Regions from separate parts of the Sus scrofa genome. Here region 2 is linked to region 1. A link is a contact called in public Hi-C data. All regions are on one chromosome and are shown on one strand. The core of a region is the stretch at or near the end of the contact, and the rest is flanking DNA. Distances in the headings are between cores, read along the strand shown. Region 1 holds the start of SKAP2 (src kinase-associated phosphoprotein 2). Region 2 has its middle 89 kb from the start of MIR148A.

Region 1 (6,035 bases), core at 2,300-4,799:
CATTTGGGTCCATCTCTTCTCTGGAGACCCACCTAGAATATAATACCAGCCTATAAATCAACACAACAAGAGTAAGGCAGAGCCGTAGTCCTCGAGGTCTAGAAGGAATCAAAACAAATATGTCCCTTTGCTAAAAGCAGGCAAGGTAAAAGGCTTGGTCTCAGAACTTAGGCAGGAGAAATTCGGTTACCAGAAGTAGAAAATAAGATCAGAGCCAGATTAGTAGGACTGACCTTAGAATGGTAAAGTCTCGGTGTATTGAGAGTCCGAGTGGGGAAACCAATTCCAGTTAAAGGGAGAAGAGGGCTGTTGCCTGCGCAGAGGATCAGCTAGCCTCTGACAAGCCTGAAATGGAACGGACAGTTCTCTCACCTTATTCCTAATTTGTAGAACTTGAAAGATATACAGCATTTTGTTAGGAATTCAAATCCAGTCTACATTAAATTGCTTATTATTCTTATATTGAAATGATTGACGGAAATAGCAAAATGCCCATGTTTGTGTATGTGCAAATGAGATGGAAAGCAAAAGGGAATGAGTTTCCATATCTTACTAAATTCATATATTATACTAACAAGATTAGTAACTGTGACCTAAAAACTCAAAAGACAGGTTAGTGAGCCACAAATATCAGAAGCTGCTGGTTCAGGTCAGATTCTGCATCACATCTTTGAAGGGCAAATGACTTCATGTTCCAGAATTCCAGTGAAAATATAAATTTTTTTTCCTGCTGACTGCCACACAATGATAAACTCACACCTACCAGCCCTAGAATATTCAATTGAAGAGAGGGATACAAATTTAGAAAGTGAAAACAACTCTTCATTTCTAAAATCTTTTAAAAGAGCTCTTACTAAATGACTTAAAAGACATAATGGGTTTTAAAAGTTCTAAAAATGTATTAGGCTGCAAAATAAATGCAAGGTTTCAATTGTTTTTATCTAATACACTCTTCTGATAACACCAGCGACATGGATCATTTGCCCTGGGGGAAGCCAGTTGCCATGTTAAGGGGATACTCAAGCAGCCCTGTGGCGAAGTCCATGTAGTGAGCAACTGAGGCCTTTTGCCAACAGCAAAGGGGAATGGAGGGCTCCAGCCAACAGTACTGTGGGTGAACTTTCTTCAGAGCTGATCCTCTAGCAATATTGAAGTCTTTAGATGATTGCAGTCCAACCCATAGCCCGACTGTAGCTTCATGAGGGACACTGAACCAGAACCATCCAGCTAAACCGATTGTGGATTCCTGACCACCAGAAACTACATGAGATACTAAATGTTCGTTTTAAGCCAAGTTTGTTATGTAGCAACAGATAACTAATACAATGCCTAAGTATAAATATAATCTTCCTTTCACATGCCTATGAAAGCCAAATAAAGATGAGGCAGAGAAAATACACTGTTTTAGTATACTGTTCGTTTTTCTTCAATGCTCATTTAGATTCTTTAAAAACAAAGCCTGTGGGCAAATACATATTTAGCTAAGCTAAATTTGAAAGATGTGAGGAAGGTGGTTGGGTTATATTTAGTTGTAAGAAAAAATATATGTACACACACACACACACACACACCCCTCCTTTGAACTGAAGGATTTACTTTTGAGAAGACAAATCATGAGATTCTTCCAGAATCGAGTCTCTTCTTTGCAGAACGGTAGGGAAGCTGCTTTCTCTAAGGCTGAGATTTGAAGTTTCATTTATTATTCCTTTTTACCTAATATGACTGGTTTAAAAAATAGAAAGTATGTTTTGATTTCCTTCCTACTTTTTGTCATGGAAACATTTAGAAACGAGAAATAAGAACATATTTCTTCTAGCGCCTCCTTCTCTTTGTGTTTTATAATCAATTTTAGTAACTTTGACAATAAACAGGAAAAATGATAGAGTATACAAAGCATTGCCCACGTGAATCCATCATGAAACTGTGTCCGAGAATGGTTGCCTAAATAGGGGGAATGTGTTTCATACAAAGAGTCCATTTTCTGTTATTACTTTATTTGGACTATGCTATATATTAGATGCTATATATTTTAAGGCAATTTTAATAGTTTCCTGTCTTTCACTAACAAGAATGACTTGTCATGATGAGCAGAGCAGACAGTGTCCATTTGATCCAATCCAAAAAACTGTCTATTCGATACAGTAGTAAATCACCTCAATTCCTTTGTGGAATGAGTGGAGTGTAAATAAATAAATGAGACATGAGAAAAAAATTCTGGTCAATTGTATCAGAAAGAAATAAAAGATAGGAACATTTGGAGGCCTGGTTTAATAAAAAATATGACAAGGAATTGTATGTGATAGCTGTAAAGAGAGGAAGAATCCTTACTAATATAGTATGTCCATAAAGCAGTTTCTCCCTTCTCTAGGAAGGAAGACGATTTTGTCATTTAAGAATAATTATCAATTCTTTGAAGTTGGAGGATCTATGTTGTAAGATGACTCTTATTCACTTTTACCTCCAGCAAAAAGAATTCAGATTTTCAGCACTTCTTCTAATATTTCTAAAACTGAGTAGGAAGTTCAGATTCCATTTTAGGCAATAGGTATGTTTGGGGGTGTATTTTTTGTTGTTACTTTGCATTTTTTTACATCAGTGGTGGTAAAATTGTCTTTTATTTTATTTTGAGAGAACTCCAAAATGTTCTCATTCTTCCTTTTGCAATTAGTGTTTGGTGTGGTTCTTAGAGAATTATACTAAAATGACTTGCATGTGACTACTTAATTTTTTTACTATTTTACTGTCTGACATTTTCGGTATGAAATATTAATAGAGCCATTACTCTGTGTCAGGTTTTGGGTTCCAGGTGGGGATGAAAGGCAAGTTATAACAAATTTTGTGTTCTGTAGGAGCTGGAAAGTAGTAAAGTGATTCTCAACATCAAATTCCAGGATGTCTAGCATCAGAATCACATTCAGGGCTTGTTTAAAATGCAATCAAGTCTCACGCTAAACAGCTAGAAAGCAGAATTTCTAGAAGTGGGACTTTGGGATCTGCACTGTAATAGTTTCCCTCTGAATTTAATGAAAACTAAAATTTAGTGAGGGTTGAAGGATAGAAGAATAAACAATTTACGTTGCGACTGGCGCTACAATACAATCTTCAAAGCACAATAGTAGCATCTAGGAAGGACCATTGCCATGGCAGTTTTTACCTAAAGAAAAAAAATTCCCTACACACACACACACACACACACACACACACACACACACACACACACAGACTTTCTGGGGTTTTTAGAAAAATCCGGTAAGAAGATTTAGAGAGGAGACAATAAGTATTTGTTGATTAAACGATCAGCTTGGAGGGAACAGATACTATAATTCTGTTCCAATATTCTTTTTGATGCTTATAGGTGGACAGTGGTACCTATCTCTGTTCAGCTTTTTGTCCTGAGAGCTCTCTCCTGCTCGTAGCGAGGGCAATCGGTCCTCCCAAGCGTCTGAACCAGGTAGGAAAGAGTGTAAGAGCCAATCGGAGCGCTCTCCGGCGCCGCTCCCGGCCGGCTTCCTCCGGGAGGACTGGCGGAAGAAGGGACTCTCTTACCGTCATTCAGTCAGACAAAGACGACCACAGGGGTTTAGGGAGGTCGAAAACTTCAGGTGGGGCACTATGCGAGGTTTTAAACCTCGGCGGAGCTGATGAAAGGCCAGTAAGTCTCTTAACCGGGAAACCCGGAGGCCCTTTCGGCACCTTATTTTCCGGGATCGTGGAGAAACGGCCCGCAGTCGTGGCGGTGCCAGGGACCAAAATGGCGGCGCGGCGCTTCAGCCCCCGGGTCAGGTGACGCAGCCCCAGGCCGCTCGCTTCCCACCAGCCGCTGCTCCTCCCTCGTCCCCTCGTAGGGGCGGGTGTGGCCTGACCGCGGACTCTTTTCGGAGGCGAGGCGCACCGAGGGACACACATGCGCAGTCAGGGTCCCTTCGGGCCACCGCCCCGCCCATCGCCCCGCCCCGAAGTGCCGGGCGGGGCTGGGCCAAGAGTCCAGCCGCTGTGGCCAGGACTTCAGCGACTTCCTTGTTGTGAGCCTTCGCCCGGCAGTGTCCGGACTGGTAGGCACGCCGTCCTTACAGGGATCGCTAGCCCGAGTCTAGGTCGCAGCCACAACCCCAGCCCGTTTCAGCACAGGTCCTTCCCCCGCACGCTCCGCGCTCCCTGACATGCCCAACCCCAGCAGCACCTCCTCTCCCTACCCCCTCCCCGAGGAAATTAGGAACCTGTTGGCAGGTAAAAAGCGGGAAGGGGGCGGGTAACGCGGCGGGGGCGGGGGGACGGCGAGCCGATGGGGACAGAAGCGTTCAGCGTCTCTCCTCTTCCCTGCCCGCGCTCACCTCTTCTGGCCATTGGGAGCGGGACTGGGAGGGGGCAAGTGGGGTCTGAGAAGGAGAGTGGGCGTGCGTGTTGAAATTTGGTTCGAGGATGGTGGCGAAGCCCTGCTTGGTGGGCTACACTAAGGCGATCAGGGCAGTTCTTTGTGTGTGTGTGTGTGTATGTGTGAGTGTGAGTGTGTGTGAGAGAGAGAGAGGAGGGAGGTGAGAGATCAAAGAACTAATTCTTTGGTCGCTGGACCGATGAGGAGAAAGAGATTTCTGAGCTACAGGCGTTAGGAGTTAGGGGTTATGGGACCACAGGGTTTGTCATTTCTAAAACTCCCATCTTTCTTGAACATTCAGTCTACTCATATTTGAGCTTTTCAAAGAGGGCCTGACTTTCAAATAGCCACTTGTCTTCAGCCTGAGTAACATGTTAAAACAAAAAAGGAAGGATGTGTTAAAGTCCAACTTCCTGTGTCACACGACGAAAGTACAGTACTTCATCTTTGCACCCTCATCTTCCCCTTTTCAGTTTTAAATGAACGTTTATGGGAATTTAGGAATTAAAGGTACACTTTCAAGGCTATTATGAATACACTACTAGTTCTTTAATGTACTAGATATGGAGATGTGTATTTTCAGTAAGGGGCAATAAAAATTTGTATTTCTGCATGAGGTAGAAAAATACATCTTTATTTAGAGTAGCACAGATGTTACCTATTCTGATGCTCTGGAATTCTTCCCATTATTCACTTTGTCGTGCTTACATCAGAATTATGACTACTGAATTTGGATCGTTTTACTCTTGCTTAGTTGTCTTAAGTATCTTTCAGTATTGGTCCTGAACAACTGGATTAAAAGAGTTTCTCTTAGATGCCTTTGTTACAAGTTGCTTATTTTAACTCTTAAAGGAGTATTTAAAATGTGACATTTTAAGTGGTGAGTTACTATTATAGCACTGTGAGACCAAATCTCCTAAAATGCTGGTGGTTAATGTCATGAATATAATAGAGAAAATAAAACTGATAATGTATGAATGCAAACTTAATGTTTGTGTGAGCATGACTGCAGTGTCATGAATGCATTTGTAGTGGGATAGTGTTTTACTCCGAGAAATGCTTGTTGTCATTAATGGGTCCCACTAAGGGAAATATTGAAAGACTGTGAAGACTGAGTTAAGGCAGTTTTTATTCCATTCTATGAGAGTTTCAAATGAATGCTGATTTTGTCTTACTACAGTTAACATTTGTGTTGTTACAATGCTGGAGGCTCCTTGCTTAGAATATTATTTCAGTTGCTGGTCAGAGAACTGTTTATCATACCTCCAAAAATAGATGTCACCATTTTCAGGATATTCTAGGTCTGAATTTTTGCGTTTAAGAAGTATAGATCTCTGGGTGCATGCTTTTAAAGCATGATAGCTCCACAGTAGACAGCTTGCTATCTGGGTCCACAGTCATACATTTGCAGATACCATGATATATAGGTTATGAGACTCTTTATTCTCTCCTCACCATAGATTACAAGTATTTCATGTAGCCCTTATTTGTATAATGTAATTGAGAGCTCAGAATACATACTATTTAAATTATCTGCCATTGCTAACGTCCTGTATACTTTAGCCATTATGTCTCTCTCTTTAGCCAGATAATATACTTCATGATATCTGAAATCAGTGTTTTAAAGATCTTACTGACATTTTCAGTATTTCACATTGTTGAC
Region 2 (6,035 bases), core at 1,699-4,198, 870 kb after region 1:
TGGTTGGTTCTGAGACAGTGGCGTCCCTCTGGGGCGTGCGGAAGTGCAAGCTGTCATTCTTAGAGAAAAGAAATCGGTGCCCGTCTGGGAAGAATCCGGGAGAACCATGGATTCCTAAGAGCTGTAGCCAGCTAAGGGTCCAGGACGGCAAGGATCATTGTCTGTAGCGTTTTTGACAAAATGCCGTTGGCTTTCTCTTAAAATTTTGTTGACTTATTGCTGCTGCGGGGAACGTTAGGCCCTTGTGATGAGGACTTTCTTGGCCTTCCTGGGCTGGGCAGGTCCGCTCCCTAGCCTCCACCGCGATGGCTTTCATTTCCGGAGGGCCAGCCCTGGATTCAGGTGACATTTCCCTCAACCTGAGTCAACTGCAAGGCGCTTGGTCCACACCTGGGGTTTCCTGCATGGAAAATGCCGGGGAAAATCCTCGACTCGACTTTTACCATCACACCGCTTGGCCCTAAAGGAGGGCCCTCTCCAGACTGGGGGCGGATCCTTCACTGCTCCCCAGGCGCGCCGGGCTCAGCGGTGCCACTAGCGCACTGTCCAGCACCTGGCTACAGTCCCCTAACCAGCCAAAATCAGAGGCTGCAGGGACTCGTCCGGGTTTCAAGGGGCTCTACTACCGGAAGTCATTTGACAAATCTCAGGCAGGCCTTTCCAATCTTTACTGCTCGGCAGAGCTTTGCAAATCTCTAAACACGCTGTAACCTTCTTCAAACAGTGCTCTAGACACACCTGAAGGTTGGGTTTTATTTTAGGGCCCGGCAAAATGGAAGTGGCCACCGCAGGGGCCCCCTCTGGGGTCGTGCCCGCCCCGCTTCCCGCGTCTTCCCCAGTCCTCACCTCCACCAGTAAACTGATTCCCGCGCATCCATCCGCCGCCTTCCTCCCACCCCCTCTAGCCCCAGGAGCCCTCCTGCTCCGGGCCGCTGACGACCTCGTGCTGGGGGATCACCCGGCGCTCAGGCGGCGGGCGGTCGGGAGAGAACCTCCGGGGAACCAAGCAGGACTGGCGGGGGTGTGGCGGGTGATTTATGACCCTGATCAACTTTTTAGGAAGCAGAAATTAACCTGAGGGGGATTAGGCTTGAGCTTTGAAGTTCACGGTTTTGTTTTCCTTCGACTCAGCCCTGCGATCAAATTGTTCTTGGTTCCTTCTAACCGCCTCCTCCGCCTCCTCTTTGGGTCTCACATCCCCCACCCCTATCCCTCAGCAGCCTTCCTGCACGGATTTTCGTAATTTCAAATACAAATATCGCCAGACCGGCGACTGAAGTGCCGATGACCTAGCCATTGAAGACAATATATCGTCACATCCCTGAATTCTTGGAATCTTGTTTTACGTTACATTTGAAACTGGTATTTATATTTGGAGGTCGGGAGTAGCAAATTTGTACTTTTTTTTTTTTTTTTTTTTTGCTCTTTTCAGTTTATTTCACCTTTGCGGACTAGTATTCCTCCACAGAGCAGAAGCGCAACCATAGGCAGGGTGGTCAGCGGCTCTGTGGGTGACCACTAACTTCTCAGCTTGTTCTCCAGGTACTGTGGCTTTGTAGATTCCTCCCTTAGTCGTCCTGAACATTCAAATCCAAACATGAAAGCCCTCCCTCACCGCCTGCACTCGTACCTTGGCCCCCTTTATTTCCATACACTCAGAGTCCCCTCCTCCGCAACTGCAGGTCTCCAAGGGGAATCTGTCTCCTGCGGTTCTTTCCCGCAGGCGCCTGCTGAAAAGGCAATTTCCTTGGGGGTGTGGTTGGGGCGAGAGAAAAACAGAAACCAGGATTGTTTGGGGCCTGAAACCATCCAAGTTTTATTGCATCCGCTACAAAGTCAACTAACTCTTAATGAGCATCCAAGCGTAAAAAGCCGGGGTTTACTCCGTGTTAAGGCGGGGGGTGGTTGTGTGTGTGTAATTCGCTTCTTTCTCTCGCAGCCAAAGGCTGTAACACCTCAAGAAGCTCTTCCCAACGTCAAGAATACAGATGCGAAAGTTGAAGGTGTCAGGTTTCAGCTCCCTGAGTGATCGAAGATCATTTGGCTACGAGGTCCTTCGAAGTTGGCCCTGTCTACAGCTTGTAATGAAAAGGATAATCTGTCTTGTAATAAAATACAGGATCCACACAAACAAACCCGGCATCCAACCGCCTTCCACTGCGCCTCACTGTTCCTTAATAAGCGCCACTGACAAATATTGCCATCCAGTTCCACCCGAAAAAGGGGAAGCAGTAGATCTTCCTTTTAATAACTTCCCAAAGTGTTACAAATAATAAAAGGGACGCATAAATCATCGCGCGGGCGGCTGAACGTGGACCAAGGAAGGATTTACTCCCCTCCATCCTGGACTTCCCACCGCGCTCTCATTGGCGGCTTCCTTGTAGCCCAGCCCCCAAATCCACCCTCTTATTGGTCCTTCGGACGGGGTGACGCACGGAAAGGGCGTGGGGTCGACAGGGGCCGCAGTCCGCCAATGCGCATGCGCATTATGGCGTGAGCGTGTGATTGACAGTAAGGGAGTGCGCGCGCGTGCGCGCGTGTGGGTATGTGCGTGCGTGTGTGTGCGTGTACCTGTGAATGTGTGGTGGTGGGGGTGATATTGGTGGCGATGAGTGCTCGAATTGAAGCTGTTTCTTCAGGTACCTTAGTCCTCTTTGCGGGCATTTTTTGCTGAGTCAGAAAGGCTGAAGTTACAGACCGTTCGCTCAAGGGCTCCGGAGACAAATCTGGAAGCGATTTGGGGTCTCCAGCAGAAGGCTAATTGGGGAGGGAGTAAAGAGAAGTAGAAGGCATGCATGTTTTACTGGGTCAGAAGAAGAGAGTCAAAAACCCTCAGGAAGCGATTTAATTTTATTACTTTGTTGATTTGTGTGTTTCTTGTAAAGCACACGTTATATCATGCTTCGTATCAAATCCAAGGCATCGTATGCACCGCACACGCCACTTCCTCTCGGATTGACACGGCCCGGTTCGGTCCCCCTGCAAGCAGTTACACACGCCTCTTAGCCTCCTGTAGTTATGCAAACCAGCAAATCTGAGCGAACTTTCAAAACCCAGAACAAGGTGGTAATCCTTAACTGGAAGAAAGAAAGAAAAAAAGAAGGGCGGGAGGAGGAGTAAAGAAAAAAGAAAAAAAAAGAGAAAATTTGAAATATGTAGCAACCACTAAAACAACAGTGTTAAAGACAAGATACCGAAGGAAAAATCCATTTGCTATTGAATGTAGCTTGAAATTAATTTCCCAATCCGGTCAAAGTTTTAGGAACAACTCCAGTTTCTTTTGATACTTGTTAACGCCTAGTACAAAATTCTTCAGAGGCGAGGGCTGGCTTCGTGGAGAAGAGAAATGTTTCTGCGTTGCCCTGTTGCATCCAAATTCTCGCTTTCGGGCAAGTTTCTTCTGCGTGTTCTGCTGAGCAGAAGGAGGCTGGAGAGTGTTTTCCTATTATAAAGTGTTAGGTCATTTGTTCGTGTTTGCACGTATTTTAGGGAGATAATAACGTCTTATAGCTCTCCACACATTTTAAATTACATTAGCCCTAGAAGAATTTTGTAGCTGGCAAATCAAAGCTTCGATTTTACGAATTCTGAAATTTAAAACTGGTAATTACCTCTTAGCAGGCCCTGAGTTTTTTTTTTTTTTTTCCTTTTGTTTTTTAGTTTGGGAGGTGTGGCGTGAGAGAGAAGAAATATGCAAATAAAAGTATTACAAAATCTCCATTCAAATACTATTCTGTCTGCGAGCGCTCGGTAAATACATAAAATGAGCAGAGTGTTGGAAATATGTCCTGTTAAAAGCAAAACAATTTTCTTTTAAATGTCCCCCTTGGTACATTTTTTTTCTTCTAAAGCAGCGCTTTCAGCCTGCCTAAGTATTGAAAGCCGTGTTTTTACACCATCATAGTAATTTTATTTAGAAATCCTTTGTTCACCTTTAATTTTAAAACTATAATTTACGACACGAAATTATTAGCATCGATATTCTTTTTGCGTTTCAATATGCTTTTTACTATTTATGGATATTTTAAAGCAGCAAACATTAAGGAAAATTATAAGCCTTGGGTAGATGCTTATTTTGGTTTAATCGAATGTCTTTGTCTTATTAGATAAATATACACTTAAATTTATTTTTAAATAACGAGCGAAATAATTCTTTTCTTTCGCCTTGCTGGAACAAACTGATTTTTCATTCTTCTCCGTCCGATTCTTTCCTGTACAGCTGCCACAATCGACTGACAGGCTCCAAGCAACCAGAGGACTAGTATGCAAATTTAAGATGATTGACACCTAGAGTAGAGACCAATCACGCTGGAGTAGGTTGCTGATTGGTTGACAACGATTTCACGTAAAACTGACGTTTTAAAAACCTAACATCCAATGAAAGCAATTCATGCAAATAAAGGAAGGAATCGAATTACTAGTTGCGGGAGAGATTTGAGCGCGCCCTCACGTGTTCAGTGGTGGATATTGCACAGACGCCTGCACAGTGCATAAATGCAGCAAAAATGTTCAACTCACACAACTCACCTTGACCTTTTCCAAACCTCTATGTCACTACAATATAAATTATCCATTAAAAAAAGAACAAGAGTTATGTCGTGCACATATATGATGGTTTAGCTTAGAAATCTATGTAATGTAACTTTCAACGCACAGCATTTCCTTCTCCATTCTTACCAACACAGCGAACTCTGATTTTAAATTAATCTTTGGAGAAAGGGGCTCTTTCCTTCCTTGATTTCAAAAGGACGAGATTTACAAAGCTTTTCCAGACACAGATGGTCGGTAAATTTAGTTTCTTCAGCGAGATTCCGCATGGAACCGCCAGATGGCATAAGGATCGCCTTACAATCTCAGTTTACCCTCCCCCCCCCACCTCGTAAGAAATTTAGAAAAATTGAACACCAAACACTTTTATATTTTATAGCTAAATGAAGTGAGAATGTACTAGCACTCTTAAGGAGCTACATATTACGAAAATAAGCTTTGCTGGTTGCTTTAATGTGAAACTACCTCCTGAGATTTTGCCCAAGAAAGTTTGCAAGTAAAATACGCATCCAGTGAAAGTGTTTGCAAAAACATTTCCTTCAGGCAAAGTGTGCACCGTAAGCACAGCTTCACGCGAGTTAAAAGTATAGGAGCAAAAAGGTTATTAAGAAGGGTAAGAAGTGTTGTGTGCAGGATTTCTTGGGATTAAAATGAGATCGAAGGTGAATCTAAACTCAGCAAGTGGTCTTCCCGGGAGCGGAGCTCGGTTGGACCAGTGGGGCCGAGGTCGGATCGAGCTGCAGTTAGAGCAGCGTGGCTTTTTAAAAAGATTCTTTTTGGGGTACTGATTACAGATAGGGAAGACTTTCCATTCACAAATCGCTGTAGTCGGAGGCGTCGCCTTTGTTTAGCCAACCCGGGGCGGTGGCTTTGGGGATAAGACCCTATAAAGTATAGACCTCGGCACCTCATGCCTTCTTTAGGAGTTTATCTGTTTTTCTGTTTGGGTTTAACAGGAAGAGAGGGGTTCATGTCGCCCATACTTGAAGGCCAGACTTAGAGCTCATGGTATTTGCACAGGGGAGAAGGGAAGAAAGGAGAAAATACCCAAGTAAAGTAACAAGCCCATTTAGAAGTTGGCGCCCTTTTCATGGGAAACATCATGTTTTCTCCACTTATTTATACAAGCGGGACAATTGTAGTTTCCTTTCCATCATTCTACCCTATAATCTTGCATTTTAGAATTACAGTCAACAGTTAAAAATAGGTCTTAAGCTGGCATTTTTATTTTAAAAAATATTTCTGAAAATAGCCATTACGCCATCACCTTACAAAAAGGCGGATTCATTTGGTTTGTTGCTTGTGCTTTGCTGACTTTTGTTTGGCCAGAAAGTAATGGTTAGGGTGCCCACGTGAACTCACGTCTTCCCTGGCATTCTAATTGTGGGTCATTGCCTAGCTAACGCCATCCTTAGTGTCGGCAGGAGGAGAATCTGTACGTTTTCACCCTTTCGCGTTTCTAGGGATCAGCTTCACAAGCTGTAGGT

Evidence for each region. A called contact is a pair of places that touch in the nucleus more often than the background predicts.
Region 2: a contact with region 1 is called in a Hi-C map of skeletal muscle, with 5 times the contacts expected there. The contact joins the enhancer-like site here to the promoter of SKAP2 in region 1. A contact is called at or near these places in 15 of 47 Hi-C or Micro-C datasets (adipocytes, alveolar macrophages, brain and 10 more).

What each region holds. Positions count from the first base shown.
Region 1 is chr18:45,633,380-45,639,414 of Sscrofa11.1, forward strand. SKAP2 (src kinase-associated phosphoprotein 2) reads left to right here and starts at 3,550. Exons shown (of 15, transcript XR_002340310.1): 1 at 3,550-4,227.
Region 2 is chr18:46,500,808-46,506,842 of Sscrofa11.1, forward strand. No RefSeq gene overlaps it. Among named protein-coding and RNA genes, the nearest start is that of MIR148A, 89 kb to the left of the region's middle. Within about 2 kb of position 2,949, at least 34 of the 83 cell types and tissues checked have an H3K27ac peak or open chromatin away from gene starts, as enhancers often do. A contact at or near this core is called in embryonic fibroblasts, fetal skeletal muscle and skeletal muscle, where this site is marked.